Linked DNA regions of Mus musculus: region 2 is linked to region 1. The links are chromatin contacts, called in public Hi-C maps. All regions are on one chromosome and are shown on one strand. The core of a region is the stretch at or near the end of the contact, and the rest is flanking DNA. Distances in the headings are between cores, read along the strand shown. Region 1 overlaps Aig1 (androgen-induced 1). Region 2 overlaps Hivep2 (human immunodeficiency virus type I enhancer binding protein 2).

Region 1 (7,414 bases), core at 1,244-3,743:
CTCATCCAAAATTCTCCATAGCAATGCATATTTATGTGTAGAGTGTAAAGAAGATGAATGGGAAAGTGGTGTTCTTGCAGGGCCATGTTGCTGGTGTTCTTTCCTCTGTGGCCTGTGCTAGTCTCCCTAAAATCAGGGTGGGAACAACAGGGTCACTGTTGGCCTCCATTCTGTGCCCCGTCTTCATGATCTCTTGGAATTTAGACAAGACACACAGAGCACAGTGTAGATGACAGACGGAGTTTATGACAGAACAATGTGAGACTCTCACAAGTGCGAGGCTGGGCATGGCCAAAGGAGGCATTCCAGAGGGAAACTCACAGGCTGAGAGTGAGCAACAGACAGGGAAACCATTTGTCCAGCCTACGTTTCTAAGTAGGCTTTAATACTATTTCCTAACATTTTTACAACAGCTTCCAACTAGTCATTGTTTCTGAAGGTGAGCTTCAGGCCCATTGGGAAAGAACAGTGAATGGTTTTGCTGTTTGCCAGAATGTCTCTTTTTGGGTAATAATCTAGGGTCTTCTTGGCAGTTTGGCATGCTGTCTTCACAGGGACAAAGCTATGAGTAGGAGCCCTTTTTTTATCCAGTAGTCAGAGGTTTCTGTTCTAGTTTCTGATTGTAAAGGATGCTAATTATGATGAGAGGTCCATCCTCAGGAACCACAAACATGGTTATCTAAGCAGCCTTCGAGCTCAGAGGCTAGGGGCGGAGTAAAGGACTTTCCTCTTTAGTGAAAAAGTGTTCTGCACAGCATTCATGGACACCCAGGGTCTGAGCACTCTTGGCACCTCCCAACTCCTCTGTCCTGATACCTCAGAAAGTGGCCAAGGTAGGAGATAGCTCCCATAACCATCTGCCTGCCCACCTAGTTATTTCTTATAAGCTTATAACTTGAACCTAAATTTTTAAGTCTTAAATTTCAAAGCCAAGTCCTGAGATGAAAAACCTTGGCCAGGACTGCACATTTCCCAGGTCTCTTTAAACCTCAAGCCCAAGTCAGCACCCAGAAAACAGAATCCGGGTCACTTTATCTGCTCATCTCTCTTCTCTGTTTTTGACTTGGTCTATTCAGTGTGTTGGGAGGGGTGGCCAAGTGTAGTATGTTGGGGCTTTCCAGATCTCCAGCTTTTGCTCTAAAATCTTGGGTTACAAGATGATAAATGAATTGTAGTTTGATTATCTTAGACAAGAGGAGCTGTCCTCTTTAGCATAATATACTTCCCTTATAGAGGACAAAAAGACCAAACTGTTAATACATAGGCTTGCTGTGTATGTGTGCATTCATCCTTTCTCTCATGTATCTGTTATTGAGGGCCCACTAAAAGAACATGTGCTCAGGACCCATAATTCAAAGATGGCGGTGTATGAGCAGCTAAACCACTTGTGGCAAAAGTGGGTTCAGGAGCATCTTCCTGCAAGGAACCCCCTTGTCTTACGTGCAACTGTGGTACTGTAGAAACCCAGAAGTCAGGCTTTTTCCTCAAACAGAATGCTATGAGAACTTCCAGGCAATTTTTTCCCCAAAATAAAAATTTAGGATTTCCTTTCTTCGCTCTCGGTTTCTGGGAGATTCTGTGTTAGAAATCTGTTTCTGTCATGATGGAGGAAGGAAACACATCTGAAGTTTGCATAGGTACATTTTTTTTGACTGAGTGCTGGATTTCATAGAGAGAGTCATGGCAAAGACCATTTGTGGGAAATGCACATGCATGTCTGTGGGGTTAGAACGCTTGCATGAGAAAGGGCATTCCCATCCAGTAAGCTACAGGGGAAGCAGTGCCTTTCCTGCTGTGCCCTTTCCCAGCATGCCTTGCTCCCACCCCCTCATCTCACTAGTTTCTACAGCAGGAAAAGTAAAACTCGAGACTCCCAACTATGGCCCATATTGTAAAGAGACATTAATAACAGAAAAGCTGTGTTACACACTGTATATAAGTTTTCCGCGATACTGGAGACTCATAAAGAAAACTGGAGCCCAAGAAATACATAAACCTTTTCATTCTGTTTTAATTCTGTGGTTGGCGAAAACCACAGAATTATATGACTGCATTTAGTACAAGTGGGATCCTGTGGCGATTAAGCATAGGAAGTGTGGCAAGACATGTTTGCTCGGGTGCTTTCTTCTGGGAAGCAGGACAGGGTGACGTTCTCCAGTGGAGACCTTACCTTCTCTGAGGGAAGGCCAGAAAATTCTTCTGAGGTTTGCTCTAAGTCAAGCTTTAGAGCAGAGACTGACTGTGAGCTGAGTGAGTTTCCTGGTCCTTCCATTTTCTTCCGTACCATTGAAGCTGTGTGTCCTTGTCACCTTGTAAGCAATTAGCTCAGAAGAAATTTGTTTTTCCCTGTCTTGGACGCTGTGGTTCTTTGATCCCGTAAGCTTCCGTGGGTTCGAAGGCTTGCCAGTTCTCTGGAGTAGAGCACATACGGCTGGTGTCCCTCCTGGTGACCTTCGCAGCCATCTGGGCCTAGAGCTGCGGCTGTCCAGCTCAGCCCAGCAGGGCAGGGCCTGCTGTGTGCCGATGCCTCATTTGGACTCCACGTCTGTGACTCACCCCATCTGTTGGTAATTTGTCGGTTTTTTCTGGAGTCAGGATTTTCAGAAGACTCATTCTCTGGCACCCCTGAGTGAGGAGCCCTAACAGCAGGTCTCTGACTTGTCTCCTCATCGGCCTGTGGCCAGGGCCCACTGCTAGTGCTGTGTCCAGCTGCCCTAGATGTAATGATGTTGTCCTTCGCACTTTAGAGAGCATCGCACCGAGTACCTGCCCCCTTGGAAGCCACTTACAGTCTTTGTAGGACTTGTCTGAAGAAGAGCCAAGCTGGCAGCCATGAGGCTCCACTTTCACTTTTGCAACCTCTACAACAGTAGGCTTGAGTCCTTGTATCATTTGGCCATCTGCTTATCTTGTCTCCTCTTCCAACGGTAAGCAAAACGAGCAGCACTCGCTAAACCACACTTGCTTCCGCGCAACCCCAGTGGGTGCTGTGCACTGAGCCGCATTTCACTTTCGTGTTTTCACTGGGACGATCATCATGCCTCTTTGAAGGACAGACAGTTACTATCTTTGCTTCTCTTTCTAAAGACATTTCGGCTCCAACCAGTGAAGTGACTTGCTGTAACCATGTGACCAATAAATGCTGCCACTAAAACTCCACCTCTCTGCCTGGCCCCCAAAAGCAAGAGTTTTCCTGTTTGGTACACTGCCTAGCATTAATGATACCTTGCTTTGAGTTTCAGTGTCTCTAATGAATTCACCCTTCAGGCCTTAAATGCAGCATCATATATCCGTGAATGAGGCCGATTCACCCATCCATCTAACTCGTATTTAGGAGCTCTGCTGTGTCCCCACCCCCACCCCCCCAGGATACCAAAGTAAGGATTCTTGCCTCAGAAAGCGTTCACTTGTGGATACATCTACTCATCCAGTCACTCTTCCTACAGGGCCTCTAGCATCCAAGCCTTCAATGCTCTCGCATTAGGTCACAGTTCTACTTTGGGGGCCTGTCTGGAAACTAAGAGTCCAAGGAGCTGGCTAGTGGAGCCAGGGTTTGGTATTGATGTCCTGTCCAAATCACTGATCCTACCTTTCTCTTGTTTTCTCCTGTTATTGAACTTATGAGTCACCGTCAACTCTAACTAGCCACTTTCTACCCTACTTCAGCTGTGAAGGAAAGCTGGAGTTTAGAAGTCTAGAGGAAGAGAAAATGCACAAGGCTAGGTTTGTGAAAACCGACTAATCCTGCTTATAGAAAGGTAGATGAGGCTATAGGAGGCATGAAGCTGCAGTAAGATTTGAGAATGACCCTTTTCAAAGACAGGAGGCATTGATAGATGAAACAGAGGGGCAGTCTAATCCAGAGGGGCCTCACAACAGAAGGTAAGTCATTAGTTTTTTTTTTTTTTTCAGCCAGTCTTAATTTTAAAAACCTACAGGACCCAGAGAGCTGACTTTACAACACTCCTCAGTACAGCCCATGCTCTCCTGCTATGTTAGGGCAGAAAGCAACTGTGGCTAGAGAACAGAATGCCCAGGAAGGCTGCACTGCTGAGCCAATGAGCTTCCTTGCCATAGTGGTGGGTTCCTCAAGAAGACAGGCAGGACTGTGAGTTCAAATCCCCACTTAATTACCACATGTCCCGTTTCCTTCTCATTCCCCATCTCCAGAGCCATGTGTACGAGTTCACCATTCCCAGGGAACTTTTCTGCTTAACATGGTGATGTGTGTGTACCACTACATGTTCGACATTCTCCTGTCCTCCCATTAGACCTGGAACATGGCCCATGTTTAAACATGGATACGGATTATGTATATGATTACATACAAAACATGGCATATTGGCTAATTGGTTTCATAAGCAATTAAAAATTATTTAGTAATCTAAAAAGATTACTTATTCACCTTTCTAGAACCTGTGAAGTTTCTCAGAAGGTGGGGATTTGGAAGCAGGTTTCCCTATTATTGGCTGCATCTAAGACAGACGAGGGTTAGGTAGAATTGAGTCTATACCTAAGCCCACCTGCCTTGGACAAAGAGATTGAATGAACAATGAACCAACATTTTATGAACATACTCATGAAAAGAGTGTGGCATAAGGATTTATATTATAAGTTCCTCTGCCGGGTGTCCTGGGCTTGAATCCTGGCCCCATTGTTTCTGGCTGTACTGGAAGTCGCTTAAACCCTCTGTGCCTCATGTTTCTTATCTGAAAGATGGGAATGAAAATAGTAGCTGTCTATACTTATTCATTATAAAGATAAACAAATATATGTGTGCCTCACACAATTATACACACTCCAGATAGTGAATTTCCTACAGGTGCCACCCCATGACCCCTAAGAGGTAATAATTTTCACCCTTTCACGAGCAGCTTTTATTACTATTGCTCTGTAATACCGCTTGAAGTCAGGGCTAGTGATACCTCCAGAGGTTCTTTTATTCCGATTGTTTTAGCTATCCTGGGTATTTTGGTTTTCCGTGTGCAGCTATTGTGAAGGGTATTATCTTCCTACCTTCTTTCTCAGCCTTTTTATTGTTTGTATAAAGTGGGGTTACTGATTTCTTTAAGTTAATTTAAATGCAGATCTGACTTAGGCCAGTTAAGTAGTAAGTGATAGTGTGGAGCTTAAAATTGAGGTCTGACCGTTCTTCTGTATGCCGTGCTTGGCCATCTTGTGAGAAGCTTCCCCCTGTAGCAGATGGGAACAAATACAGAGACCCACAGTCATAGGATGAGAGAAGTTGGAAGCCCTAAATGGGATGTCTCCATGAAATCCCTCCCCTCAGAGCTCAGGGAACATTGCAGAAGAAGAGGCAGAAAGAGTGTAAGAGCCAGAGAGGATGGTAGACACCCAGAGAGCAAGTTTCCCTGAATCCACATGATCTAAGGTCATCTGAACTCACAAACACTGATGTAGCATGCACAGGGCCTGCACTTGTCAGCACCAGCTGCTCTGTGTGTGTGTGCATGTGTGTGACACACACACACAATGGATTTTCGTTCAGTGTTCTTACAGGATTCCCAAGTGTACAAATGAATAGGGCTCTGATTCTTGTGCCTTCTCTTGGGCTTGCTTCTTTCTGTTTGTTTCTCTTGTCCAACTCCAATGTGATAATTTTTGTTTTATTATATTTTATTGTTAAAAATGTTTAGGTGTGACACTGAGTCCTTTGGTGTAAGAGATTTATATAGCCATGGATGTTTATGCTGAGCAATAAGTCTTATTTTTCTCATTTACCTGACATAAAACTAATTTCATTTTCTCCTTTCATTGAAAATAGATTCTTCTCCTCGAATGATATATCCTGCTTCTGCTTCCTCTACCCCTTCTTCTCCCAGTTCCGCCCCCACCTCCCCTTCTACCCAGATCCACCCCCTTTCTGTATTTCATTATAAAATAAATAGGCTTTTAAGGGATAATAATATAATATAATAAGATTTTTAAAACTTACACATCACAATTGGAGACAAAAGAAAAGTGCCCAAGAAAAGGCACAAGAGACAGAGACCCACTTGTTCACACTCTCTGGAATCCCATAAAATAAAAAAAAACAAAAACAAAAACAAACTAAATTGTTAGTTGTAATATACATACAGAGGACACTCCTCTTCAGCAGGGTTCCCTGAGCACCGAGGGGAGGGATTTGATGGAGACATCCTGTTTAGGGCTGAGTGCTCCAAAGTCTCACACGCTGTGCATACTATCTGACTTTGAGTCTCTCTACATTTGTTCCCATCTGCTGCAGGAGGGAGCTTCTCTGATGATGGCTGAGCAAGGCACTGATCTATGAGTATAGAAGAATGCCCTTATGAGTCATTTGCTTGCTATGTTTCGTTTTTGTTTTTAGACCAGTAGTATTTGATTTTACCATAGGACCCTGGGCTATCCAGTCTCACATTCTTGGTCACCCTAGTAGCATTGGGTATGGGTTCCATCTTGTGGAATGGGCCTTCAGCAAAATCAGATAGTTGGTTACTCTCACAAACTTGGTGTCTTCATTGCCCTAGCATATCCTGCAGGTAATCGCAGCACTCGTTCTCAGGAGGTCAAGGCAGAAGGTTAATATTGAGGGCCACCTGATATATATAGCAAGTTTCAAGTCAGCCCGAGCTACACATTAAGATCCTGTTTCAAAAACAAAAGAAAATCTAAAATCTAACAAACGTTTAAAAAATATATTTAAAAGAATTTTAAAAATGAAAACCAGCCAAATTACATTCAAGCCCCACAGTTTAATATAATTAAATTCTTTGAGCAAACTGCTAAAGAAATGTATAAATGCTAGTTTTCATTCCTACACTTCCTTCTGAGGCTCTGTAACTATGTCTGGTGCCCTGTCTATAGACCATCGTCTCCGTATCTAATTTCAGGACTCCCACAGAGAGTTAACTGCTCAGATGGATACAGCACACATTCATACTGGCTCTCAGATTATGGAAAAATTACTCAGATTTCTTTAGATTTTCCTTTATGAACGTTGTCCTGATGTTTCAAGATGCTCTGTCATCAGAGAACAGTTAAAACAGAACCTGACAGCACTCAACAACAAAAAAACACAGCACCGGATCTTATGCTAGGCACAAGATAAATATCAACTTGAAAGGCTCAAAAAATTACTTGAAGGAGACAGGCTCTGAGCATATTTTAGAAACTCCATTTCAACACAGAACTTTCCTAGGTCTCTGTATGGAATCTAGTGTCGTTACAAGACTGAAACACCTCAGAATCCCGTTCAGCCCCTTCATGCTTCAGCCTGTGTCTCCTAGTGAAGCCAGACCTGTTGGTTAGAAGCTTTTGCTCCACATACATGCCCGAATCTGGCCGTTTTCACTTGACCGTGTCTTGACTTCAGCATCGTAAAGCAAACAGGAAGATGGGATCAGGAGAGCTCGTCTCCATCTATCCCTGC
Region 2 (7,414 bases), core at 3,664-6,163, 310 kb before region 1:
TGGCATGGTTCTGATGCCCACAGATCTCCGAACTACTGAAAACCAACTGTGACTGGTTGGTCCCATAACAAAGGACACACAGTGTCTGGATATTATTTAATGGCATGCTCTCTGAAATTCAAGACCGGAAGCCCCCAGAATAGGAAGTGTCCACCAGGCTAATATTTCATTTCTAACACTATCCAATGTCTCGGGGCAGCCTGAACCCAACTTTAAAATCATCAGTAAGGTGTTCTAGAAACTTTCCAAAGGAAGTAACTGGCTCAGCACTCTCACAGTCTCGCTTTGTCAACTGTGCCTGTCTACAGTGTCCATCTTGACAACTTTAGAGGGAAGGGAGAATGCACACAGGATAACGGGAACTCAGACCGTCTAGGGTCCAGGAGGAGGGGTCTCCTGGTGTGACACACTGGAGATTCCCATTTTCATCATTTGACGTACAAACAAGGACTTGGGGGTTTTGTGCTTCTCTTGTAACTAACCTTTTCTTAGTTTCATCACAAATTTGTACAGCATAGGTGGTCTGCTTTCTTTCTCTTTAAAGCTGAACTTGTCTGGTTATTTCTTACAGTCATTGGTCGTTGGGATCTCTATTCACAGTGACTATTCTTTTCTTCTCTTGGCAGACTGTGCATTTGGTAAAGATTGTGCTCCATGGCATGTCCAAATGGGATCGGAGGAAATATTTGCACGCTTCCTCTATTCCTTAGAAGAGGAGCAAGCCACAGCTGTTTCAATCTGTCAGCTCTCTAAGCCTGGGATGAAGGGGAAGGCTCTGCCCCACAGAAGCAGGAACTCTGACCTCGCTACCAAGAGCATCTCCCTGTAGCATTATGGAAAGCCTCACTTGTAATGGGTACCAGCTGGTCTATGCCACCTGCTCGCCTGTCTCTCATCTCCTCATCTTATTTAAAAAGAGTCACATTCCCCAAGTTCACTTTTATATCTAGCATTGGAAATCTGGACTGTTTCCCCTCTAGACGAATGTCACAAATGGTAACTGGCACTCGAAGCTACCCCTCCTAACGCTTACATAACCGGATTTAGAATTAGCCTAAGGCAATGTAATAAGAGTACCACAGAAACTGCCAACCGCGGATGGCACAGTTTCTTGCCAGATCGCCAAACTGAGGACTTGAGTCAATAGTGTATAAAACAGTCTTCCCCAACATAGGCCACAAAAGACCAGGAAGAACTATCAAATAAGCAAACATGTAAGAATAGCAAGACGCATTGTCTGGAGGCGTACACAGTGACCTGGCACTGCACTGACAGGGACACTCTCAATGGCTCCCGTCTTTGTCAGAGGCAGCAAGGTTGGTCCAGTTACTGGCAGCCACAGGGGGAAGAAAATTGAAAAGAAGAGACAGAAGAATTAAGTGAGTCAGAAGCATGGGCAGTCCTTGAGAAGGAAGTCCCAGCCTTTGGGAGAGGGGGAGAGGGAATTCCTGCCACAAGCCAGCAGGGGAAGTCCCCTGATAGGGATTGCTACTCACACAGTCACAGACTAGGAACTGGAATACTCACTATTTAGAAACTTAACTCTCCCCACCCTTGCGTTCCTACTTGGATCTTAAGTTCAGGCTTTGTGCTGCTGATAAACGTCTGGTTGGGGCTGGCAGATGCACAGGCTTCAGATTTCTTGATAGCCTATGGAGGCTTACAAGTGCAGACATTTTGCCTCCCAGGGGACATTGAGCAAGGGGCTCCTTCTGACTGTTAAGATTGGCAGGAGAGTAGGGTTGGGCTACTGTCATCCACTGGGTGGAGGACAGGGATGTTGGGAAATATTTTGCAATGCACAAGACAATCTCCCTACTGCAAGGAGTATCAACTCCACCATAAAGATATCACGCTTAGCAAAAAAAAAGGCCAGCCAAAACCAACGTACTGTTCAGACTCATCAAAGCGTGATACCTGATCTTTAATTAAGGATATGAAATTAAGGAGGCTGGCAGAGTACTCATCAATGTGGTGTCACCTGGATAAAAGTGAAGTTTTCTCTGGCAGGAACTCGGCATTCCTATGTACAGAGAAAGCACACCACAGCTGCTTCTTAAGTGTGTCCATAGACAACAACTGTGTTCCTCAGCCAGCTTCAAATGACAACCAGGAGCAGGAAGCAAACTCCAGACGGGCTGGATTACAGCCAGTCAGTATTAAAGCAATTAATTCTCCCCAGCAAAGGTCTTCCTGGGCCACTCTGCCACAAATGGCTACCTGACCCAGGCAGAGAATGTCAGCTCTCCCTGACCCCCTGTCTCTAGCTGAGAGTAGGTCACCTCCAACTTCCTTCACCAAGTCTCATCCAGCAGGAGGGGGCCTGCTTCCTTCTCACAGATAAGGAGGCAAGGATATGGATCCCAAGAAAGAAAATGAAAGTGAGCCGGGAACCAGGCTCCTACCATCTGCAAGGCAAGACTGCAGAGCCAGCCATCCCCTCCACCCTGACAGACAATGAATTATCCCACCCCCTCCACCCCTGCCAGAGAGTGAGCTATTCCACCCACCCCTGCACCCCTGCCAGACAATGGGCTATACCACCCACCCCCTTGACACCTCCACTCCTGCCATTGAATTATCCCACTCTCTCCACCCCTCATAACCCCTCCACTCCTGCCAGGCAGAGGGCTATCCCATCTACCCCCTCCACCTCTACCAGGCAGTGAGCTAACCCACTCACCCCCTCCACCTCTGCCAGACTGTGAATTATCCCTCTACACCTGCTCAATAAAGTCTCACACTTGAGAGAAAGGGTAACAGCAAGATAAGTTTGTGGTCAAATGATACAAAACTTTTGTGTTTACTGATCCTTTGGTGGGGAGCCCAGTATTGGGAATGACAGATGGGGACACTTTGCTCACACTATGCTAAGAAAAACAAAAGACATTTTCCTAAGAGTTCTCCTGAGTACTTTTTTTCTTTAAAAGAAATGTCTTTAATTTTAATTATGTATGTGCATGGCTGAGTGTGCAGATATGAGTGAGTGTAGTGCCCACTGAGGCCAGAAGAGGGCGTCAGATTCCCTGGAAGTGAGTTAAGAGGTGGTTGTGAGCTAGCTACCCTACATAGATCCTGGGACTCCAGTCCTTTTCCAACACCACAGCCCAAGTTTTTTATATTGTGCTCCATTCATAGGCTTAAAGGGAGCTGTCAAGATGGGGTAGTGCCGAAGGTACATTCTTAGGAGCATGGAAATAATTTTATTATATTTTTAAACATGAAAATGTACAGAAACCACCATGGAAGCGTGTACAAAGTGAATGCAATACCAATCCATTTTTTTTTTCCTGCCACTTCAACATTATCATAATGCCCCAGGGCTTTGTTTTCCCCACAGAAACACCAGATTTTAAGATGCATTTGAAATCTGAGTCTTGATAAAACATGTTTGTTTGCTAGTTCTGTTGTTAGCTTTTTTCCCCCCAGTAAGGGCTGGCACTTTTAGAACTATCTCTCATCTGCGTTTGAGTGTACTCAACAACTATTATCTCATTACTTTACCACATCCTGGGAAGGGCTAAGTGGCAGACAGCATCCATCCACTGTCCTCCCTTTTCACTAAGAAGCAGCAAGGGGTTAAAAAACCAAGACCTTCATACTCCCCAGATCCACTTAACTGCCCTGGCCAAGCTGCCTCCAAGGAGAGGAAAAAATATCTCCTTAGATCAGAATGGAGACAGGCTTGCTGTACAGTGCCCTTGTGTTAAACCTAAGAGACAGATGCAAGACGCTTACTCCTCTCTCGTGGTAAATAACTCCAACATGACTGATGCTCCACAGAAATCAATAGCAGGGACGATTGCCTTTTTTGGAACTGCCTGGGCAGTCAGCTGGAGAGGGGGCACTGCTAATCCCAGGCATGCTGCCTGGATCATGCACTGAAAACAGGCTTCACAAAAGAGAAGGGCGAGTAGCTTACTTATTAAAGAGACAACTGTAAAGTCTGATACAAACAGGCAAGCGTAAAGCCTCCACTACACAGACCCAAAGCTTGGCTTGGCAACCAAAAAAAAAAAAAAAAAAAAAAAAAAACCCAAAACAAAACAATAAGCAGTTGAAAAAGTCTAGCCCCCCTTCATCCCTGAGATGACACCGCCACTGAGAAACAGTCTGCAGAGAGGGCTGGTGGAGATGGGCTCCCCAGTGACCCAGAACCCACAGCAGGAAGTAGAGGGGAAGCCTCCTCCGCCTGTCTGACACTAACCCAGTGAAAGACTGCAGTGGAGACCATGGGGATTTCTCCTTTTGCTTTGGTTCTGAAGCAGCCTACACTTTCCTCAAGGCCAAAAGTCTAGCTGACAATTGCCTAAATCGTGTTCCCCAAGGTCGTTCCTTTCTGCACTGCCCACCAAGGCAAGGGAATCCATGTGACCTTGAGGAGGATGAAAGTCATTTCTGACCCCACTTTTAATTCTCAACTGATTTAACTGAAACCAGACACTGGGTGCCAACAACGAGAAGTTTAAAACATTGTACATGAAGCTTGGGCTGATGAGCAAGTCACAAAATGATATATACTAACACCCAGTGCTGCCTGTCAACTTAAAAATTAAAATAAAATAAAATAAAATAATGAAGACAGAAACTCTATCAGCTCCTTTACAACAAACAGGCCTGGTTCGTTTACAACTCCTGGAAATAACTCTGGGTCGGTCAAATGTTCTTATTTCATATGTTCTCACCGGCTTTCAGGACTGGGGCACATTGTTTCCCCAAACACCATCCGGCCATAATGACCAGGTTACCACTGATAATTATGCTCGCCTGTCTATAGGTTTGTCAGCTAAATGAATCCACAGACGCCCGTCATAATGAGCAGAATTCAACTTCTGCCACAGCTGGGCTGACCACATCACATTAGGAAAACAAGCTCTTTGCAATAACCAGTTCTGGGCATCACTGGTTAAAAAAGACTAGTTTCCTGTTTTTCTCAAAGACTTCACAATGTGGGTATTGCTATTTTTTACCCCACCCACACTTCTTCTCTTTAATTGCTGAAGATTAGATGCTGTAAACACCTAACCATGGGTAGTGTGTGTGTGTGTGTGTGTGTGTGTGTGTGTGTCTGTGTGTGTCAGGTGGGGTTTGTCCATTCCTAGCCAAGGCCTCACCTTGGCTGAGACAGGACTTGGGGATTCGGCATGAACTTCCCCGCAGCCTCAACTCAGAAAGCTGACCTTGGAGCTGGGCCTGAGCTAGGGAGGTGCTGCAAGCTCTGTGCTAGGTCCTTGTAGCTGACACCAGAAATGGCAGTTTGGGGGAGAAGACCACTTACAAGTGGAATTGCAACTCAGGTTTGCTAAGCAAATCCCACAGTTAAGAGTCTGGTTAAAAAAATAGTTACGAATCTATTTTTAAAAAAAAAAAGCAAGTATGAAATGCCAACCTAGCATCTACTTATAACCATGGAGAGGCGTCCTTCTCCCTCACTGGAAAAGGCTGCTTTCTTTTTCCAGGGACGTTTAAGGACATGTTTAAGGTACAAAACAGCATGGCTGCTCTGCTTGACCCCCACCACCTCAGTCAAGACCCTGTTCTAAAGTCAATTCCTCCCAGACCCTCCACAAACTTACAGGGGGCGTGTGTGTGCACGGAAGCACATAGCTGCATTTGTGCATCCCTGTCTGTCTGTCTGTCTGTCTGTCTGTCTCTCTCTCTCTCTCACACACACACACACATACACACATACACACACACACACACACACACACACACACACACACACACACACGTGAATGAGAAGGATGATCTGTGTCTGCCTCCTGGGGGAGTGGGGGAGGGGTGCAACAGAATGTGTGCATCACTGAAGCCAGCAGCCCCCCAGGCTGAGCCTAGGTAACAGCAAGCAATGGGTGAGTACTTCCTGAGCACTCAGCCCGGCCTCCAGCCTCCCACTCCGACTTCCGATGACCTGTGTCTCCCCTCCTCTGCCTACATTCTGGTCACCACGTCTCTGGAATCCCTCATCCTGCGTTCCTTTGCATCTGCCTTTCTCACAGACCAAGAGCTCTGAGAGGTTGCATGCGGCAATAGCCGCTCAGCAAACACCGGATGATCTGTGACAGGAAAGTCACTTTTGACTGACAACTTTGGAGTTAGTCAAGTACACAATCTATTTTTTTTTTAAATCTGGAAGAAAAAAGTCACAATTAGGAACAGATTTCTGCCTATAGCTCCTTGATCTAATATTGCGACTTTGAAGCTGTTTTTCTTTAAAACTTTTAAAATGTTTTCTTTAAAAGTCAATGAAGACAGGGGACTCCAGGGGAAATTAAAATCTTCGTTTTGAAGGAGTGAGGAAAAGTGGAGGTCCCAGTTTGAATCTTCAGAGCCTGCAAAAGACGTCAAGCACAATTTTGGCTACTCTAGAACTGGGATGGAGGAAAAATGGAAGCAAGCGCATTCATTCTCTTACTCTAGCCTACTCTACAAACACTGGGTTCAGTGAGAAACCCCATCTCAAAAATCAAGGTGGAGAGTGTTGAGAAATGTCAACCTCTGGCCCACGTGCATGCATACTCACACACACCCAGACATACACACACACACACAGACATACACACAAAGACACACACACACATACGCAAACACTTGCATGCTTACATGCATGCACTCACACACACACACACAGACATGTGCATGCATAAACACATACAGACATACACAGAGACATACACACACACACAGACACACACACACACATCACACACACACGCACTAGAGAAAGTGAAAACAGGTTTCGCCTTCTAAGTTATTTTAAAGGAAAAGGGTTCTAGCCCTTCAGATCTTCTGTATTTCTTTAAAATGGGTAAAAAAAAAAAAAAATCTAGGTCTCAATCAAAACACACACATATTGATTCTGAGTGACGCCCACTCATGTTAATCACAACCAAGAAGAGAAACACTGTGAAATAGGCCCTTTGTGTGGATAAATATGAAGAACTTCCTGCCCGCCTCAGGAATTTTTTAACTGCTTGTACGTATACTCATGACATTTTATGACTTATCCACTTCTGGGACTTCTACCACTGACAGTTAAGTAGGATCTACCCTTGACAATTTCTGAAACTTGAATAGGAGAAACAGAAGTTGTTACCCGCCATTTCATAGAAGACTTGGCTGTATTTTGAAGGAAAGTGAAACTCTGTGAAGACTCCATTTGCATACGTCTGCTAACTGGCAAAGGCCACAAAGGAACCACCTACCAATTAGTTACCAATGAGGCAACCAAACTCAAGCATTCAAACGCTGAACCCAAGCCTCAGAGGACAGCGATGGGCAGATGATGGCCTCTGCTTCTGCGTTGTCAGTGAACCCGATCACTGTCTGACATGCTACTGGGCAAGTCTGCCCCACTCACTGACATCAGTTAGAATGGCCTTCCAAAGACGACTCCCGACTCCCATGACTG

The links. Hi-C and Micro-C count contacts between places; a contact is called where the count stands out from the background.
Region 2: a Hi-C map of muscle stem cells shows a contact between it and region 1, with 2.1 times the contacts expected there. The contact joins two enhancer-like sites. A contact is called at or near these places in 2 of 15 datasets of contacts at CTCF or cohesin (CD8 T cells and the NIH/3T3 cell line) and 1 of 484 Hi-C or Micro-C datasets (muscle stem cells).

The regions. Positions count from the first base shown.
Region 1 is chr10:13,735,135-13,742,548 of GRCm38.p6, reverse strand. All of the region lies in intron 3 of Aig1 (androgen-induced 1), which reads left to right. Among named protein-coding and RNA genes, the nearest start is that of Aig1, 130 kb to the left of the region's middle. Within about 2 kb of position 2,493, at least 67 of the 459 cell types and tissues checked have an H3K27ac peak or open chromatin away from gene starts, as enhancers often do. A contact at or near this core is called in muscle stem cells, where this site is marked.
Region 2 is chr10:14,042,715-14,050,128 of GRCm38.p6, reverse strand. The region is part of intron 1 of Hivep2 (human immunodeficiency virus type I enhancer binding protein 2); the gene reads right to left. Among named protein-coding and RNA genes, the nearest start is that of Hivep2, 80 kb to the right of the region's middle. Within about 2 kb of position 4,913, at least 130 of the 459 cell types and tissues checked have an H3K27ac peak or open chromatin away from gene starts, as enhancers often do. A contact at or near this core is called in muscle stem cells, where this site is marked.